Linked DNA regions of Mus musculus: region 1 is linked to region 2. The links are chromatin contacts, called in public Hi-C maps. All regions are on one chromosome and are shown on one strand. The core of a region is the stretch at or near the end of the contact, and the rest is flanking DNA. Distances in the headings are between cores, read along the strand shown.

Region 1 (4,572 bases), core at 303-2,802, 260 kb before region 2:
GCTCCTTCTTGATCCCAGGTGGATTCCCACCCTAACTGGGTACCAGGACTCTGAACAGGCCAAGATGGGGCACTCCAAACAGAGGTGCCATGTGGGATGTCGAGAACCAGCGACAGCAACCAGCAACCAGAACAAGCCCTTTTCCCAGCTCTTGCAGCTCCAGGTGCTGAAGGCCCCATGACGAACCCCACGACCCTCGGGGTGACAGCAGCATAGCCTTAGAGCCTGATGTAGGGCAGGAGCTGGCCAGGTGTCACACCAGCTCTGCTATGGCCCTGGGCCAAAGGCAAGCATGAGTAAAGATGGCGAGGATGGTGATGCATCTTTTGGGCCCATAAGGACACTGCACCCCAAAGATCCACACGGGCCATCAGAAAGGGCAGGGGCAGGGCTGGAGCTGAGCAGCTGTGTCCAGGCAGGGCACGGGACCGGCACACGGCGGCGGGGGCCTAGGTGGCTTGATGTGGTGCCTCCAGCATCTCCATGAGGAAGGTGTCGATGGGCGTGTCCCCGATGAGCTTGAAGAAGAACAGGTGCTCCAGGCACTTGAGCCCGATGGAACGCAGTGCAGGCAGGCGGAGCAGCAGCTTGGCAAACCTGCAGGACAGGAGAGAGTAAGGACAGGCCAGGAGGCAGGGAATGCTCCCCTCGGAGTGCTCCCTGCTCTACCTGGTGACTTGTAACTTCCCCGGAGACCAGCCAAGCCCAGTGCCTGGGACCAGAACCTGGTCTGCAGAGGAAACTGCCTAAACTGATGCTCCAGGAAGAAGTGGGGACTAGAGAAAGGAGGCTCCTTGGAGACAAAAGAGCACAAGGGGCAGAGGAGTGGCAGGGGTGGAGTGGGGGTGCGGCAGGGGTGCAGCAGGCTGAGTTGCATCAAGATCCTAAAATGAAAGGAAGAGCCAATGCTTGACTACTGTCGGCCAGGACAGGCCTGGCAGGGGTTGGGAGAGCAGTTACGAGTGTGGGCTTGCTCCACGGGCAACGGGGAGCCTTGATAGAAATTTCGGCAGGTAAGAGCATGAACATGTTTTGTGCATCGGAGAGGCCTCTGCAAGAGCGGCTGTCTCGCTAGAGGCAGTGGGGCATGTCCTAGGAAGAGGCACCAGGAAGCTCTGTGGGCAGCCTGACTGGTAGTCAGTCACACGCATGGTACTCGGGGTGACTGACAGTGGAGCCAGCAGTGAGCTGGGAGATCCCCTGCTTCAGCAGGAGCACCTCCCTGGAGAGGACCGCAGAGGCCTTTGGGTTCCTTTACCCCTGGAATGTTTCCTGGGCAAAAGACCGATAGGCATGGGAAAGGAATCTGAGAACTCATGGAAGGTGGACAGACAAGAGAGGACAGTGTGGTGTGGGGACAGGACCTGGGGTCCCACGTGTGACCTCTGTGTCTGCTCAGGGCCTCCCTATATACTGGAGGGGGCTCTGGGCCTCATTAATTATTAACAATGTCTTTCATTTCCAGGGAGGAAGCCTTGTGGCTGGCTGCCCCGCAGTCCTCAGTTTAAAGGCACAAGCGTAGCTTGGAGGCTGGAGAGGTGCCAGAGAACAGGCTGTTTTCTGCTGAGCTGGCGAGATGGGCTAAGGCAGGAAGCCAGGAAAAACAAGCCGCTGCCACCCTCCTGTCCTCCTCCGGGAAGTTTCACTTTAAACCAAACCAGATGAGGGCTAAACAGCAGTGTGGACAGTTAACCATGTGTGTGCCAGGCAACGAGATTGGTTAGTGTGCCCATCTCCCCGGTCTTCCACTATTCCACTCACACCTAGCCTGCACACTGGGAGACTGCAAGAAGAAGCAGAACTGAATCCTTGGAAAACACCATTTCTCCTGGACACCTACTGTGTGCCTAACACTAGACTGTGCACCCAGCACTGAACATGACTAGATGCCAGTCTTCCTTAGGCCAGCAGAAAGAATGTGTTCTCCAGTCTCAGCCACGTATTATGCACAACTGTACAGCACCTACGCTGTGCTGGCATTTCCAGGTCACGTAACAGGTGAAGAACATAAGGCTTCATACTCGTAAATAGCAAGGACCTACTGTGCACTAAGAAATGGATCAATTATCTCAACTGGGTATAGGGGGAAGTGGGTAGTCCTCAGAGCTCATGAGTCCAAGGGCTGCCTAGCTCCTGCTCAAAGCCTGAAAAGCACCCCAGGCTGGTTTAAGGAGGACACCATTGTTTTGTGGCATACAGAGGGCTTTGGAGATGTGTGGCTGAGCCCAAGGGTAGAGGCAGGGGGCTGTCCAAGATGGAGGCGGGGCTCACCTGCCCGGCTGCTCAGGGTACTTGTGTTTGCAGTACGCTTCTAGTGACGCATACACCTTCTCCCTCAACGCCTCCACCTCAGCAGGGTTTGAGAGCCCCTTAGAGTCTGTAGAGAAAAATAGCCTCAGGTCAGAGCCCCCAGACTATCTCCTATCCACATGCAAGCATAGCAGAGAGTGTGCATGCTACACAACTAGATATGGCTGCCCTGCAGACCCATAGCTCCCAGACCAGGAGGATGGGTGTTCTAGAGTCATATTATGTCTCCATTCGGCCACTTGAAAGTCAAGTGACCTTAAACCAGTACCTTGTCATTCAGGGACTTAGTTTCCCCATCTTTCTCCAGGTGGTCATGAGAGATAACCAATCCTCTCACTGCCCTTGGGCCTGGTCCCAATGACAGGAAGAAAGCTGTAAGCCCTTCCCTGAGGATCTCCCCATACCATGAGCCAGGAGACCCCTCCTCAGCGCCTAAACACTGGCCACAATACAGGCTAGAGAAAAACCACAGCCATAGTCATTAACACCATCAGGGCACAGTGTACCAGTAAGAATGCTGAGGGCACTTTGGGGTCTGGGAGCTCTTTAGAATACACAAGACACCTTCAACTGATCTAGTCCCTGACAGTCCCTCCCTATCCCTCGGAGCCCCAGCTGAGGCCTCCCTGGTTCACCATGCCTCCAGCCAGACCACTCAGACCTAACCTGAGAAACTATCAGGTTGGCTCAGGAATGAGCTATCTGGGGTAGAAGCCTATATCCCTGTCCCCCCATATTTTCTACTCACCATGTGCAGGGCTGGTGAGCCCCGTCAGCCAAGCTTCCAACCCATATTCAACCCCTCCCCTGGCAGACAAGGATGGACTTTCAAATACAGAAGCCCATGCATACCCTGCGGCAGCGAGTGCTCCAGCCTCCGCGGCTTCCTGGAGCCTAGTCAGAGCCACCCACAAGCCCACAGCCATCTCTTGAATCCCTGAATTTCTCCCCAGGAAGAATTCCACGCTCTCAGTTGTGTGCTCCCATCACCATGTGGACTGGCCACCAGTGGCATCTGCCACCAACCCAGTGCTGTGAGCACAGGCCTGGGCCACTCTTCACACCACAGCCTCCCACACAGAAGACAGTCTCGGCCTCTGTGACAGCAACAGCTTGGAGGCCCTGAACACTGCAGCTCCAGAGCTACCAAAAAGATTTGCTGTCCTCAAGAGGCTGCTCTGCCCTGTCCCCAAATATCCTTGAAGCCAAGGCCTGAGACAAGTTAGCTACCCTCAGGACACCTAACAAGATGGACTGACCAACTGACCACCAACCCCATCCTGGGAGCTCACTCTAACACTAGACCACTGTGGACAGCAGAGCCCACGAGGCTCAGCTGGAGAGCACTAATGTCAAGTGCCTACTCTGGCCGCATAGAGTGCCACTTGAGCCTCTCCATTACATCTCCAGACAAGTGGAGGCAGGAGATTGGTGTCTGTTGTAATGTGGACACTGGGCCCTGAAGGTCAAAGCATGGCGCAGAGCAGCTGGGAAGACTCGCATGCTCTTGGCCAGGTGGGAGGCAGGAGGACCGTACCAGGGTTGAACAGGACAATGGCTCGCAGGCAGCCCAGCTCCGTCTTGTCCATCTGCATGTCACGCATCTTAGACACCAGCTCTGTTAGCACCCTGCAGGAAAAGGCAGGTGCCAAAGTCCACATTAGACACATCCTCACCAGAGCCCCACCGAGGAGGATCCACTGGACGCGTGAAGCCCAGGACGGACCGAGAATGACTGAAAGCTCTGGGCCTGGCCAAGTCCACAGGAAGTGAGCATCAATGTGACCTCACAGTCCTGTGGAAGATGGGGTCCTCCACTCCCCCAGTGCATTCTGGGAATCTGAGACCAGAGGAGGAACCCCAAGATTGATAAGCCAAGGAGAGCTGAGACGAGACCTCCCACTTCGTGGCTAGTCAAGGTCGCCCTGCACTCAGAGCTGTTTCTTTTAGCTCCAGGTTAGACTTTTCCCTGGGACAAAGCCTCTTGGTGGGAGTCATTTTTCATCAGCAGATATCACATAGCTTCCTCAGCAAGATAGGGACCCCTCCAAAGGACCTTCAAGTGTCCTTAGCCCATTCAACATGTACGGAGTCTGGAAGAATCCTAGGCTCCACTCTGCCGTCAGCCACCTGAACCAGAGTCTCTCTGACCTCAGCGGCAAGGAGGAGCCCTGCCACCAAGAATCAGACTTCACAGTCCACTCGCTTTGACAGCAAGGATAAGCGAGGGCCTCTCCAACTAGCACTTCGCGTCCCCAGAAG
Region 2 (4,664 bases), core at 1,315-3,814:
GCAATTATAGTCACATGCTGACCCAGGGTAAGCTTGTCAGCGTCTTTAACAAGTAGGGCTACCGCAGCGATGGCTTTTAGGCAAGAGGGCCATCCATTGGCAACTAGGTCCAATTTTTTTGACAGGTAGGCCACCGGCCACATCCAGGGCCCCAGAGTCTGAGTCAGGACTCGGCGGGCTACTCCAGTCCGCTCATCAACGTATAGGGTGAAAGGCTTAGTCAAATCTGGCAGGGCCAAAGCTGGGGCTGCAAGCAGAGCAGCCTTTATGCTATTAAAGGCTTTTTGGTGTTCCTCTGTCCAGGTGAACAGGACTTTTTCTTTAGTGAGTGGGTACAGAGGGGCCGCCAACGTCTCGAACCCTGGTATCCAGAGTCTGTAAAAGCCCGCCGTTCCCAGAAACTCACGTACTTGTCGCAGAGTGGTGGGGGTTGGGATCTGCATCACAGTCTTCTTTCGAGCTTCGGTGAGCCACCGCTTTCCTTCTCAGAGGGTGTATCCTAGGTAGGTCACCTCCGTATGGCATAGCTGAGCTTTCTTTCTTGTTTTTTTTCTTTCTTTTTTTTTTTTTTTTTTTTTGGTTTTTCGAGACAGGGTTTCTCTGTATAGCCCTGGCTGTCCTGGAACTCACTTTGTAGACCAGGCTGGCCTCAAACTCAGAAATCCGCCTGCCTCTGCCTCCCGAGTGCTGGGATTAAAGGCGTGTGCCACCACGCCCGGCTTATAGCTGAGCTTTCTTAGCGGATACCCAGTACCCCAACTCACCTAGTTCATTTAGAAGCTTTTTGGTCCCGTTGAGGCACAGTTCCTGGGTTGAAGCTGCAAGGAGTAAGTCATCTACATACTCCAGGAGAGAAATTTGGGGGTTTTGTGCCCTGAAAGGCGCAAGGTCACGGTGGAGCGCTTCATCAAAAAGAGTGGGTGAATTTTTGAACCCCTGTGGCAGCCTAGTCCAGGTTAGCTGACCCGTATATCCTCCTTCAGGGTCTTGCCACTCAAAAGCGAACAGAGGTTGACTGCTCGGGTGTAATCTGAGACAGAAAAAGGCATCTTTTAAATCCAGGACGGTGTACCAGGATGGTTCAGGTGATAAGGAACTCAGCAAGTTGTAAGGGTTGGGCATGGTTGGGTGAATGTCCTGTACCCGCTTATTGACTTCTCTTAAGTCCTGGACAAGCCAATAGTCGTTTGTCCCAGGTTTACGCACCGGCAGGAGGGGGGTATTCCAAGGGGACTGGCATGGGACCAATATACCCTGTTGTAGCAGTCTCTGATATGTGGTCAAATGCCTTCTTTAGTCCCTTGGCTCATGGGGTACTGCCTGACTGAAACGGGCATGAAAAGAATGAGTCACTTTATTTTTCCTACTTCTAAAATCCTTTTGGTTGTCCAGGGATAAAGCTTGCTACCAGTGGCTCCCATAACTAAAGTCTTCTTTGATCCTAATTGTCCTAAAGGTTCAGTCAAGACTGAATGTTCAGCTCCTGTGTCTATTAGAAAATTAACGGGGGTCCCCTCCACAGAGAGAGTTACCCTAGGCTCGGGGAGGGGGACCGAGCCCCGACTTCCCTAGTCTTCTTCAAGGACCAATACTTTGGGGCCCCTCCACTTCTTCTTTGGGCAGTCTCTGGCCCAATGTCCTTTTTCCTTGCAGTATACGCATTGGTCTTTCTCAAGTGGCGGTCTCTGTTCTCCTGGGGGTCTTCTTGCCCTGTTGCCCAGGTACCCTGACTGTCCCTTCTCTGACCTTTCTCCACCTACCACTGCGGCCAAAATCTTAGTCAAGTTCCTTTCCTGCCGGCGTTCACGCCGGTTTTCTCTTTCTTCTGCCTCTTTCTTTTCTCTCTCTTGCTTTTCTTCCTTAGTCTCTCTCTTGTGATACACTTTCTCAGCTTCTTTTACTAAATCCTGCAAAGTATAATCTTGGAGCCCCTCTAACCTCTGTAGCTTTCTCTTAATATCAGAGGCAGACTGACCAATGAAAGCCATGGCTACAGCTGCCTGCTGTCCCTCCGAAGAGGGATCAAACAAGGTATATCTCCTATAAGCCTCCATTAGTCGTTCTAAGAAAACAGAGGGCGGCTCCATTGAACCCTAAAGGACTTCTCTTACCTTGGCCAAATTGGTGGGTCGCCGTGCGGCCCCCTTTATCCCCGCCACTAGAGTCCGGCGGTAGACTGTGAGATGCTCCCTACCTTCCGCAGTATTGAAGTCCCAGGCAGGACGGGCCAAGGGGAAAGCTGCATCTATAAGGTCGGGGAGATTAGTGGGGATCCCATCTGGTCCTGGGACATTTTTTCTGGCTTCTAGCAGGATCCTCTCTCTCTCTTCAGTTGTAAAGAGGACCTGCAAAAGTTGCTGGCAGTCATCCCAAGTGGGCTGGTGGGAGAACATTAGGGACTCAAGGATTCCTGTTAATCCTGAGGGATTCTCTGAAAAAGAGGGGTGATTGGTCTTCTAGTTATACATATCGGCCGATGAAAACGGCCAGTACTGCAATGGAACTAACTGCCCAGGGGCAGGAGTAGGTCCTCCTACATAAGCTCTTAAAGGCAAAGCAACAGTGGAATCTGGTCTAGATTCACTTCCCTCTGGGCTACGGCCAGCCCCTGCGGCTACGAGTCCCTCCCGCTGGTCCTGTCTCAGAGGCCACTCAGGGGTCTGCTGGGGCAGGCGGCTGTGAGGGATCAGGATGAGAAGTTGGTTGGGGGTAAGGGGGTGGGAAGGAGTCAAGGAAAAAGGCATTGTCAATTTCAGAATAGATCCGCAGGGGGGCCAATGGAACGGGCTCTGGCGGACCCAGAGGCGTCATTTTCGGTTTTGTGGCTACAGCCACTGTCGCTGCCTCGGCTCCTGAAGTCCAGGGACGCAGCCAGGGTGGCGGATTTTGTACCAGGTCCTGCTACACGATGATATATGGTACCTGATCAGAATGCCCTCCTGCGGTCTGAAAAATAACTCGCTTGACACCGAGAATAACAGGCAGGCTAAAAGTTCCCTGCGAAGGCCAACCCACACCGAAAGTTGGCCATTTAGAGGAGCAAAAAGTTTGCCAAGGTCCCTTCTTGACCTCGACGGAAAGATTGTGGGCCCTAGTCTTAACATCTGTCCAATGGTTCTGAGTCAGTGTTAGTGGGGTCGTCACAGTCTGTCCCATGTCAAGCTCTGTCACACACACGATAAAAATGATTACAAAGACTACAAGACTCAAAAACAAAACCAGTCGCCGACTCCAAGTCAACCAGAATTCCTGAAAGGAATCAGACGGCCTATTAACAGGCCTCAGAAACAGATCATCAAGGAGAAAACTTATCTCCTGACTTTTCCCGCGGGGGTCCACCAGCCGTCCCTGGCCCTCCCCCTATCTTCCCGGAACATTTCCCAGGGTGAACGAACGGTGGACACCTAGACACATCTGTCCTTATCCACTCTGCTCTCCCTCTCGGAGCGCGGCCTCATAAGAGCATTCGCAAAACCAAAACTGTGATCGCACCAGATTTTCAGACAGAATATAGACACAAAACCAAGACAAGACAGAGGGCCTTACCTCCAAGTGGGTCTAGGACCCCTGGGTGGTCGCGCACTTCCCGGCCAATGCACCACATGAAAGACCCCCACAGGGAGTTCCTCCTCGGGGAGGCGCGCACCCAGTAGGACGCTGAGACTGAACTTGCTGTAACTACACAAGGTTTTAATGGCACACAAACACACAAACAACAAAGGAGCGCTCAAGCCAGCATGCTGGGGTTGAAAGTCATGCACCGCACAGGGGGCAGGGGAGTTTGACCCCGGCCCAAACTTTTTACAGGCTTATAAAGGCAAAAAGCACAAACCAAAAGGGGGGAGCCAAAAGAATGTTCATGGTTACACATGATTGGGTTATTTAAATGTCGGCGGGGTGATTACAAATTAACAGGGTAATACGTGCAGGCTAAGGTGTAGGGAGGCACAAGGGCTTGGGACTTCTCGAGGTCAGCAGGACACCTGGTCAATGTATGATTTATGGGGGGCTATAGGGAGGCGCCGCCCGGGAGGCGCCATCCTGCCAGATGGCCATTTGGTCTGTCCTGATAGCCTTGGCTAGTTCCTGCATTCTCTTTTTTATCTTTTATGGCAGGACATTCTTAGCTACAGGGTGGGTTTGGCTGTGCCTGGACCCGTCTGGGTCTATTCTTTAGCCCTGAATTTCTTGCATCTTCTAGGAAACTGGTCTGGTCTCAGGCTCTTCTTTGCAGCTTGGCCTGTCTGAAAGTCAGTCTTTACTGCTTACTCTAGGAGAGAGGGACCTAGTGAATCTTGTCCATTTCAGGGACTTCCTGAAGCTATGTTGAGTTTACCTCCCTGCAAGGTTTCCTGTAGGACAATCCAGGACACCATGGATTGGGGACATGACTTAGTTGGAAGTACTTTCCTAGCTTGCACTCCATCCCACCACCATGTAAACCAGGACAACGTAAAGAGGCGCTGTCTCAAAAACAACAACAATTACAAAAACACTGATATACCGACACACCAGGAAACATTCAAAAGGGTTACTTCACACACACACACACACACACACACACACACACACACACACTTCTTTTCTCTATTTATTTTATGTATGAGTACACTGTAGCTGTCTTCAGACACACCAGAAGAGGGCATCTGATCCCATTACAGATG

What was found. A called contact is a pair of places that touch in the nucleus more often than the background predicts.
Region 1: a Hi-C map of bone marrow-derived macrophages shows a contact between it and region 2, with 24 read pairs. The contact joins two enhancer-like sites. A contact is called at or near these places in 9 of 39 promoter capture datasets (the 3T3-L1 cell line, the C10 cell line, the HPC-7 cell line and 4 more), 2 of 15 datasets of contacts at CTCF or cohesin (embryonic stem cells and pro-B cells), 45 of 484 Hi-C or Micro-C datasets (the AML12 cell line, B cells, the Ba/F3 cell line and 19 more), 9 of 115 datasets of contacts at active chromatin or transcription factors (the HPC-7 cell line, bone marrow-derived dendritic cells, bone marrow-derived macrophages and 5 more) and 3 of 9 other capture datasets (adipose tissue, embryonic stem cells and liver).

What each region holds. Positions count from the first base shown.
Region 1 is chr2:27,755,566-27,760,137 of GRCm38.p6, reverse strand. It overlaps Rxra (retinoid X receptor alpha), which reads right to left. Exons shown (of 10, transcript NM_011305.3): 8 at 3,848-3,939; 9 at 2,272-2,377; 10 at 1-597. The coding sequence ends at 450. Among named protein-coding and RNA genes, the nearest start is that of Gm39777, 81 kb to the left of the region's middle. Within about 2 kb of position 1,552, at least 193 of the 459 cell types and tissues checked have an H3K27ac peak or open chromatin away from gene starts, as enhancers often do. A contact at or near this core is called in adipose tissue, bone marrow-derived macrophages and kidney, where this site is marked.
Region 2 is chr2:27,494,746-27,499,409 of GRCm38.p6, reverse strand. It overlaps a transcript of Brd3 not described here. Among named protein-coding and RNA genes, the nearest start is that of Wdr5, 18 kb to the left of the region's middle. Within about 2 kb of position 2,564, at least 60 of the 459 cell types and tissues checked have an H3K27ac peak or open chromatin away from gene starts, as enhancers often do. A contact at or near this core is called in adipose tissue, bone marrow-derived macrophages and kidney, where this site is marked.